Regions from separate parts of the Sus scrofa genome. Here region 1 is linked to region 2. A link is a contact called in public HiChIP or PLAC-seq data. All regions are on one chromosome and are shown on one strand. Each heading gives the region's core, a stretch centred on a gene start, on an enhancer-like site or on the middle of the called end of the contact. The rest is flanking DNA. Distances are from core to core; before and after follow the strand shown. Region 1 has its middle 20 kb from the start of MLIP. Region 2 overlaps MLIP (muscular LMNA-interacting protein).

Region 1 (4,224 bases), core at 645-3,144, 220 kb after region 2:
AGGCTTGGGCAGCCTTCTGCAGTCTGATGCGGCTTGTGCCCCCTACATCTGAACAGAACAGAGAAGCCCCAAGGTCAATGGCATTGCCAGGAGCTCCGGACTCCAATCATGCGGGGTCAGCATTCAGACTTGATGATCACCCAGCTGCTTCGGCTCAAGTTTAGTCCCAACTTTGATCCTCTTCCTTACGGCTGAGCGTCTCTCACAGTTCTTTTCCAGATCTCTCTTTCCTCCTCAGAAAATAAGGTGGGCGGGTGTGTGGTGGGCACGGAGGAGGACAAACTCCAAAACTCCAGGGGCGAGGACACTGCTGTAGGGACCGCAAGGGACAGCTATGGGAGCTCTGTCCCCCATCATCCATCAAGTAGCCAGCAAGTGAAAATAAAATCGACATCACCTATTAAACAATTCTCAATCAGTATACTACTTTGGGTGTGAGATGATCCACTTTCTCTTTAAACCAACCTAGAGTTTGCCTTAAAACAAACAAGAGCCTAACTTTGGTTCTTCAAAAATTCATTCAAAAAAAGCAAACACAGTCTTAAAGAAAAACCATGATGAAGCCATCTTCAGATCCTTTCCTGGGTGAGCCTGACACCTGCTGGCCTCTGGGTCCCCTGCAGTCACACTTGAAAAAGCATATTTTTTTTTTCACAAGATCCTAATACTATCTACGCAAATGTATCTGCTCAAGAATTCCAGAGATGGAAGTTCTTATGGTAAGGAACCTGACTAGTATCCATGAGGACTTGGGTTCGATCCCTGGCCTCACTCAGTGAGTTAAGGAGTCAGCATTGCCATGAGCTGTGGTATATAGGTCACAGACATGGCTTGGACCCCAAGTTGCAGTGGCTGTGGCATAGGCTGGCAGCTATTGCTCCGATTTGACCCCTAGTCAGGGAACTTCCATATGCTGCAGCTGCAGCCCTAAAAAAAGCCAAAATAAAAAAAGAAAAAAGAATTCCAAAGTTTTCTGGAAAGGATTGCATCAGAGAATTTATGCAAGAGAGATACCTGAGCAAGAGGTACTATGAGCAAGTATATTTCAGTTATTCATTTAGGGAGGAGGATTAAGGAAATAGCATTCAATAAATGAATAAGTTTCAGTCACATACACACAGAATGATCTGAAAATTCGTAAAGGAAACTATTCTCAATTTCCCCTCATCATTTATTAGAATCTGTAATCTGCTAGTAATAATTGTGTGTTTATAAAAAATCAAAGTGACAGACAATCTGAGAGGAAATGAGAGAGAAGCAAAGGAAACTCTAAGGAGAGAGAAAGAGAAGAAGAGCTGGGAGCAGATAGCAGAAAAGAGGCAAAATATAACGAGACAGCTTCAGGCACAAAGAGGCAAATGTCAAAGCAGCGAGGGTCAGAGAAACCTTGAGGTGGGAAGCAAAAGGAGAGACCATTCACTTTTCCCCGAAGACAACTTCCCCATAACATAGAGCAAAGAGGGGCAACAGCACTTTAACTGTTTGATGACTGACATATCTCCCTTAGCAGGCTGGTCTCCTAGGCTGCTAACTTTACTCTGGGGCAGCCAGTGCGTGGCAAGAGGAACTGGGTTCCGCTGCCCCTCTACCAGGCAGCTAACCCTCCTCGGCCGTGAGGAACACATTTCCAAGGCAACACTGAATTCAAAATCTGGGAAATGCAAGAATTTCATCTTCCAAATGGCACAATCAAGGGCGAGAGATGTTAACGTGGTGACCACGTCCTCAGCAGAAAAGCACAGCTCTCTGGCTTGACCTAACTGCCGTATCTGAGGAATTACAGACAGAAAATGTGGTAAAACATCAGCTTAAATACAGCTCCGGGGAGCCCTGTCTCCCCGTTTCACGTGTGGCTTCCTACCCTTGCATGATTCACTTTCCGGAATGAGACGCCCTTCAGAGGCTGAGTCATCCACAGAATCAGGTCAGCCAGGTCTGAGACAGCTTCTTCCCAGGGGACAAAAAGTAACTCATCAAGCCTCTTATTCTATTACTCCTTGTTTGGAATTGTAAATAAACAAAAACCATCTATGGGATCCTCCATTCACCTCGTTATGGCTGAATCCAGCCCCCAAAGCCATGGAGATGGTAACTTTCTCCAGATTTAATGACTACAGTTGACACGACCAAACACCCACCCCCAGGACTCAATCAGTAAAGTGCCCGTGAGGAGGTCATCAATTCAACTCCGCAGCAATTTCCAAGGACCAAAGCAAACAGGAAATGTGTCCCAAAGTGGAACTGCCAAAGCTTGTGGAAATTGTGCTTCAATTAATAGACAAGTAATTAATACAAGGACTTTTAAACAAGAAATGATTGCTACTTATCAGGAGTTCCTGTTGTGGCTCAGCAGAAACGAATCTGACTGGCATCCATGAGGACACAGGTTCAATCCCTGGCCTCATTCAGTGGGTTAAGGATCCAGCATTGCCATGAGCTGTGGTGTAGATCACAGACGAGGTGCAGATCAGGCGTTGCTGTGTCTGTGGTGTAGGTTGGCAGCTACAGCTCCAATCTGACCCCTAATGTGGGAATCTCCATAGGCTACGGGTGCAGCGCCCCCTACCCCAAAAAAGAAATTATTGCTACTTATCAATCTAAAACTATTATTTACCCAGGTTTGTGGCTGAGAGAAAAATAGAAACTGCTGGCCTTAGTAAGTCCTCAGCTTCCTTTCTTCCCTAAATTCTGTTCCTTACTTTGATAAACTAAGTCCATTCAGAATACCCCACCATAAAACTAAAAACACCCAGCAATCCCATTCCTGGACGTATATCCAGAAAAGACAAAAACTCTAATTTGAAAAGATATATGCACCCCAAAGTTCACCGCAGCACTATTTACAATAACCAAGACATGGAAGCAACCTCAATGTCCGTTAACAGATGACTAGATACAGAAGATGTAGTACATATATACAATGGAATATTATTCAACCAAGAAAAGAATGAAGTAATGCCATTTTCAACACAGACCTAGAGATTATCATACTAAGTGAAGTCAGACAGAGAAAGACATAAGATAATATATGTGGGCTCTTAAAAAAAAAGGATACAAATAAACTCATTTCCAGAACAGAAACAGAATCACAGACTGAAAACACACTTCTGGTTACCAAAGGAGGCAGGCGGGGGGGGGGGGGAGATAAATTGAGAATTTGGGGTTGAAATACGCACACTGTGGTATATGGATCGATTGGCCAACAGGAAGCTGCAGTATAGCACAGGGAACTCTACCCAATATTCTGTGATAACCTACATGGGAAAAGAATCTGAAAAAGCATGGATGGATGTGTGTATGCATATAGCTGAATCACTTTGTTGTACACAGAGATTTTCACAACATTCTAAATCAATTATACATCAATAAAACTTTTAAAGTGGGGGGGGGGGAGAAGAGCATCATAGGGCTCCTAAGTCCTGTTTTTTTTATTGATCACACTGTATATGTCTTACAAAAAAAGATGTAAAGTATTGCACAAATGGGCAGTGCACTGGGCTGTCCCCAGGATCTGTCCCTGCTTCAACAGTGTTTGGACAGAAAAGACCCAGGGGTGACTCTTGCTCCAGCTTCCGACTACCCTCCAACCTTTTTTTTTGCAGTTGCAACCCTCGGAATCAGCCACTCAGCTATCTCTGGTCTCTGAGACCAGCCAACACTACTTTTTGAACTTAACTCCTTATTAGGGATCAACCATGAGCTCCCAGGTTCGTCAGAATTATTCCACGGAATTGGAGGCCTTCCTCAACTGCCTGATCGATGCATCTGAGGGCCTCCCACACCTACCTCTCCCTGCGTCTCTATTTCAACAGCAATGATGTGGCTCTGGAGAGCGTGAGCCACTTTTTCTGCAAATTGGCTGAGGAGAAGCTGGAGGGCGCAGAGCGTCTCTTGAAAATGTAAAACTAGCGCAGTGGTAGCGCCCTCTTCCAGAACATGAGAAGCCATCTCAAGAAGAGTCGGGTAAAACCAGGACGCTATGGAAGCTGCCATTCTCTTGGAGAAGAACCTGAACCAGGCTCTTCTAGATCCGCATGCCCTGGGTTCTGCCCGTGCGGACCCGCATCTCTGTGACTTCCTGGAGAGCCGATTCTTGGATGAGCAGGTGAAGCCCATCAAGACGATGGGAGACCACCTGTCCGACCTCCGTGGACTGTCTGGTCCCCAGACTGGGCTGGGCGAGTACCTCTTTGAAAGTCTCACCCTCAAGCACAGCTAGGAGCC
Region 2 (4,533 bases), core at 485-2,984:
ACATTCATAGAAATAAGGGTTTCAATCCTCTGTACCTTGAAAATGTGACTAAATATGTTTTATTTTTATTAGTGTCTTGTTTGTGCCTAGTATTTATTTTATTTATCAAGCTAATACAAATATACATTCTTATTTCATACACACACACTACAAGCATACACTTATTTAAAGTTAGCATCCTTGGAGTTCCTGTCATGGCTCAGTGGAAATGAATCTGACTAGTACCCATGAGGACGCAGGTTCTATCCCTGGCCTCGCTCAGTGGGTTAAGGATCTGGCATTGCCATGAGCTGTGGTGTAGATCGCAGATGCGGCTCAGATCCCGTGTGGCTGTGGCTGTGGCATAGGCCGGCAGCTACAGCTCCGATTCATCCTCTAGCCTGGGAACCTCCATATGCCATGGGTGCAGCCCTAAGAAGACAAAAAAAAAAAAAAAAAAAAAAAAAAAAGTTAGCATCCTATATACAGTATTCTGCATCTTATTTGTTCAAGGTTTTTTTTTCCCCATTTGGCAATAATTTTGGAACATTTCTATATGAGTATATGAAAGCTATGGATTCCCTGAGACACAGCACCAAGTTATTCCACTGATTATAATCATCATTTGGTGATTCTATTTGAATTTCCAGGTATATCACCTAAAATATCACATCACCTAGCAGTCATAAATTTACATCTTCTTTGTCAATTCTTATACTTTTCACTTCTTTCTTTTGTCCAATTCCATTGGCTAATGCCTCTAACTTATTACTATTAAGTAATACTTGTGTGAATGTGCAATTTTAATGGAAGGCTAGTATATTTGCCCACTAAAGATGACTTGTAGATTAAAATGTATTTTAATTTTGTATTACTTCCTAATAACTATTCCATTATTTTATCAAAAATTATTTTAGCATTACATTTCTTAATTGGTTTGGAAGATGATTAATAGGAGTGGTGAGCACGACGACTAGCTGTGTTAGGAAAAGGCAGCATTGTTATTGGTAGTTGACAGTGCCTAGGAAAAGAGGAACTGAATGGTCTCTGGTTTATAATCTGGCTTCAGCTTTTTTCGTTCCTTGATTTTTTTTTAATGAATTTAGTTTTATTGAAGTATAGTTAACTTACAATGTTGTGTTAGTTCCAGGTGTACTGCAAAATGATTCAGTTATACATATTTTTTTTTCAGAATCTTTTTCCCTTATAGGTTGTTACAAAATATTGAGTAAGTTCCCTGTGGTAGGCTGTAGATCCTTGTTGGTTATCTACTTTATAATATGGTAATGTGTATAGGTTAATCCAAAACTCCGAATTTATTCCTCCCTCACCTTTTTCCCCCTCTGGTAACCATACATTTGTCATAATTTGTTAAAAAATGTCTGTGGGTCTGTTTCTGTTTTGTATATAAGTTCATTTGTATCACTGGAAGGTTGAAGAACTCCTTGCCCGGATGTCAGGAGACAGCCTTTTGTCATCCAGGGGAATCAGAGAGTTCCTCATAGGGAGCAATCTGGCAGGTTAAGGTCCAGCTCATCTAGAGGAAACCGTCTGGGGAGGATGCGCCGGTCCATGCTCCACACTTCTAAGCTGGCTGTGGCCACCTCCATCTCTCATGAGTCAGTCAAACCTGAACACTTCTGTCAGGTCAGATGATGTCAGCTATTCCAGGCAGCTGGGCAGGGAGGGACAGGAGGCTTTTTTCAGCCCTTGGACGGCCAAAGCTAGCAAAGAATTTTGGACAGGATCACTTGAGCACTGTCTGTGGACAGTACTGTACAAACCTGAAAGGATCCTGTGTGGGGACAGCTTCAAGGGCATGCCATGTGTGTCACTGGAGGCATATTTCCAGTCTGCCTGGTTGTCTCCTATGTGTTGTGTAAGTTGTTATTCTGTGATTTTTTTTTTTACCATCATCCTAGGAATTTTCTTTGCCTTTCTTTTGTGTTTGATCTCCTATTCCCCGTCTCCCAGATTTTTCTTCTCCATGGGTCCTCTCATATTCACTGGGCCTTAAAGGAGCTTCCTGGGAAAATGGAGTTTGGGAAGCAAATTGTTGACACTTTGCTTGTTGAAAACTTTGTTCTGCCTTTATATTTATTTTTTTGGACAGAATCTTTTAATTTTTTGGATTAAATCCAAAATTCTAAGTTGCAAAATAATTTCCTTTAGAATTTTGAAAGCAGTGCTACATTGTAGCAGCGTTACTACGCTATTACTATTTTATATACTTTTTTCAAAAACATATTTTTATGTATGATTTCTATGCTTTTCTGTCTTATAGTTATCTTTTGTCAATTCCTATAAAACCCTTTCTTTTACTTTTCTTATGCACAGAAGATTTTATTGCTCTTAAAATTTTCAAACTGAATATTTAATTGATTTATTTTTACTTTCTTATTCATTAAGCATACTTAGAGCTATACATTTTCTTCTAAGGGCTATTTTAACAATATTTGATGAGTTATAATAGATGAAAATTTCACAAATTTTTCCCAGTAGAAATTTCATTTTGAATTTCCTCTTTAATCAAATAATTTGTTGAAAAGCAAATTTTTCAATATGCAGATGGCAAGAAATTGGTTTTCTAACTTTGTTACAAATTTACAAAATTTTTTTTGTGCTTGGAGAAATTTCTCTGTATTATTTTTATCTTGGCAATTAATAAGTTTTTTATTGACATACAGTTGATTTATAATGTTATATAAAATTTAGGTGTATAATGTGGTGATTAACAATTTTTAAAGACTATACGCCATTCATAATTGTTATAAAATATTGCCTATATTTCCTGTGCTGTACAATACATCCTTAGAGCTTATTTATTTTATTCATAGTAGTTTGTACATCTTAACCACTACTTCTATCTTGTCCCATCTTGTATTAATTTTATCTTGGCAAATACTAGGTTTGGGGGGTTTTTGGCCTAATACAGGGTCAGTTTTTGTGAAGATTCCACATGTCTGCAAAAGAATAGCTTTGGTTTTGTTTCCTTGCAGGATACAGAGTCCAACGACATATGTATTAATTCAATTTACTACAGAGGATCTATCTTTACCTACCTTCCTACATAATTTATCATAAATTGAAAAATAAGCTAACGTATTTTTGTTTGTTTTTTCTAGGGCTGCACCCACAACATATGGAGGTTCCCAGGCTAGGGGTCTAATCGGAGCTGTAGCCGCCAGCCTGCACCAGAGCCACAGCAACGTGGGATCGGAGCCGCGTCTGCGACCGACACCACAGCTCGTGGCAACACCAGATCCTTAACCCACTGAGCGAGGCCAGGGATTGAACCCAAAACCTCGTGGTTCCTAGTCAGATTTGTTAACCACTGAGCCACAACGGGAACTCCATAAGTTAAAGTATCTTAATACCAATATATTTTCACTTTTTCTCATCCCATCTCTTGCTTTTGCCTATGAGTGTTGATGTCATACTTTGATATTCATATATTCTAATGATTGGTTTTTTCCCATGTAAATTTTATCCTTTGGCATATAGAGGGTCTTATTTGTCTTGTTAAAGGAAATTTTGGCCTGAATTAAACCTTTCCATTATGAAGATTACAACCTCTCCTTTCTTTGTGTTTGTAGTGCTGTAATCGAGCTAGTGCCCTGTGGGGTTCCTAGGCACTCAAGCCTTCCTGTGTCCCCCATTGCTTGTTTTTAGGGAATAAGCCTCAGCCTCCACGACCTTACCTGAGTTGCAAAGAGCAGCTGCTAATCAGGGAAGGGAGGGACACGGAGACCAGGGAGGAGCCGTGCAGCCTTGGGGCAGGGTCCTAGCTTCTCCTCAAGGAACATACATAATGTCTTTGAGCCTTTCTATAGAACTAAAACCCCCAACAAATGGAAGAACTACCTGATGAAGCAGTTTTCATTCTTGGAAGAAGGAGGACCACCAGAACCATTCCTGGGGCCACTAAACACCAGCTTTGAAAGACAATGCAAGCTTGCCTCTACCCTGATCTTTATCTTCAGCCCTATTTTTCCACTCCTCAAACTATAAAACCACCTGCTAACCCCTTCCAAGGGAGGCTCAGTCTTTAAGGCATTAATCTGCTGTGGCCCCCTTTGCCTGGCAAAGCAATAAAGCTCTCTTTTTCTCCTTTACCCAAAACTCTGTCTCTGCATTTCAACTGGGCACCAGCAGACAGAAGACAAATTTAGGGAACAGAAGGCTTTGTCATCCTCAACTATTCTCAGCCACCTGGTTTAACAGTCTCAGCTTAAAGACTGATTTTATTTGCTATCCAATTTGGGAAGCTTTTCTTTTCCCTTTAAAACAAAAACAAAAACTTTTATTTATCTCCATAATAAAGGAATCTCTCCTGAACCATAAGTTTTTGCAAGAGGTTCACAAGAGGAAGGACTCATTACCCAGGGCTGTCTTTGAACCCCAAAGATATAGGCTTTGGGTGTGAGTCTGTCTAGCCTTTATTTTTCCTCAAATCATGAAGACTGTCAACATAGTTGACAACTTGTCTGTGAGTTGTGAGAGAGCCTCCAGCAAATACAACTTCCTGTGTGATTCACTGTATAGCCTCATATC

The links. HiChIP or PLAC-seq counts read pairs in DNA pulled down with a chosen protein or histone mark.
Region 1: a contact with region 2 is called in an H3K27ac HiChIP or PLAC-seq map of skeletal muscle. The contact joins two enhancer-like sites. A contact is called at or near these places in 4 of 47 Hi-C or Micro-C datasets (embryonic fibroblasts, heart right ventricle and skeletal muscle) and 1 of 2 datasets of contacts at active chromatin or transcription factors (skeletal muscle).

Annotation. Positions count from the first base shown.
Region 1 is chr7:26,819,672-26,823,895 of Sscrofa11.1, forward strand. It overlaps the pseudogene LOC106504380. Among named protein-coding and RNA genes, the nearest start is that of MLIP, 20 kb to the left of the region's middle. Within about 2 kb of position 1,895, at least 7 of the 83 cell types and tissues checked have an H3K27ac peak or open chromatin away from gene starts, as enhancers often do. A contact at or near this core is called in skeletal muscle, where this site is marked.
Region 2 is chr7:26,601,202-26,605,734 of Sscrofa11.1, forward strand. All of the region lies in intron 10 of MLIP (muscular LMNA-interacting protein), which reads right to left. Among named protein-coding and RNA genes, the nearest start is that of TINAG, 80 kb to the left of the region's middle. Within about 2 kb of position 1,735, at least 1 of the 83 cell types and tissues checked has an H3K27ac peak or open chromatin away from gene starts, as enhancers often do. A contact at or near this core is called in skeletal muscle, where this site is marked.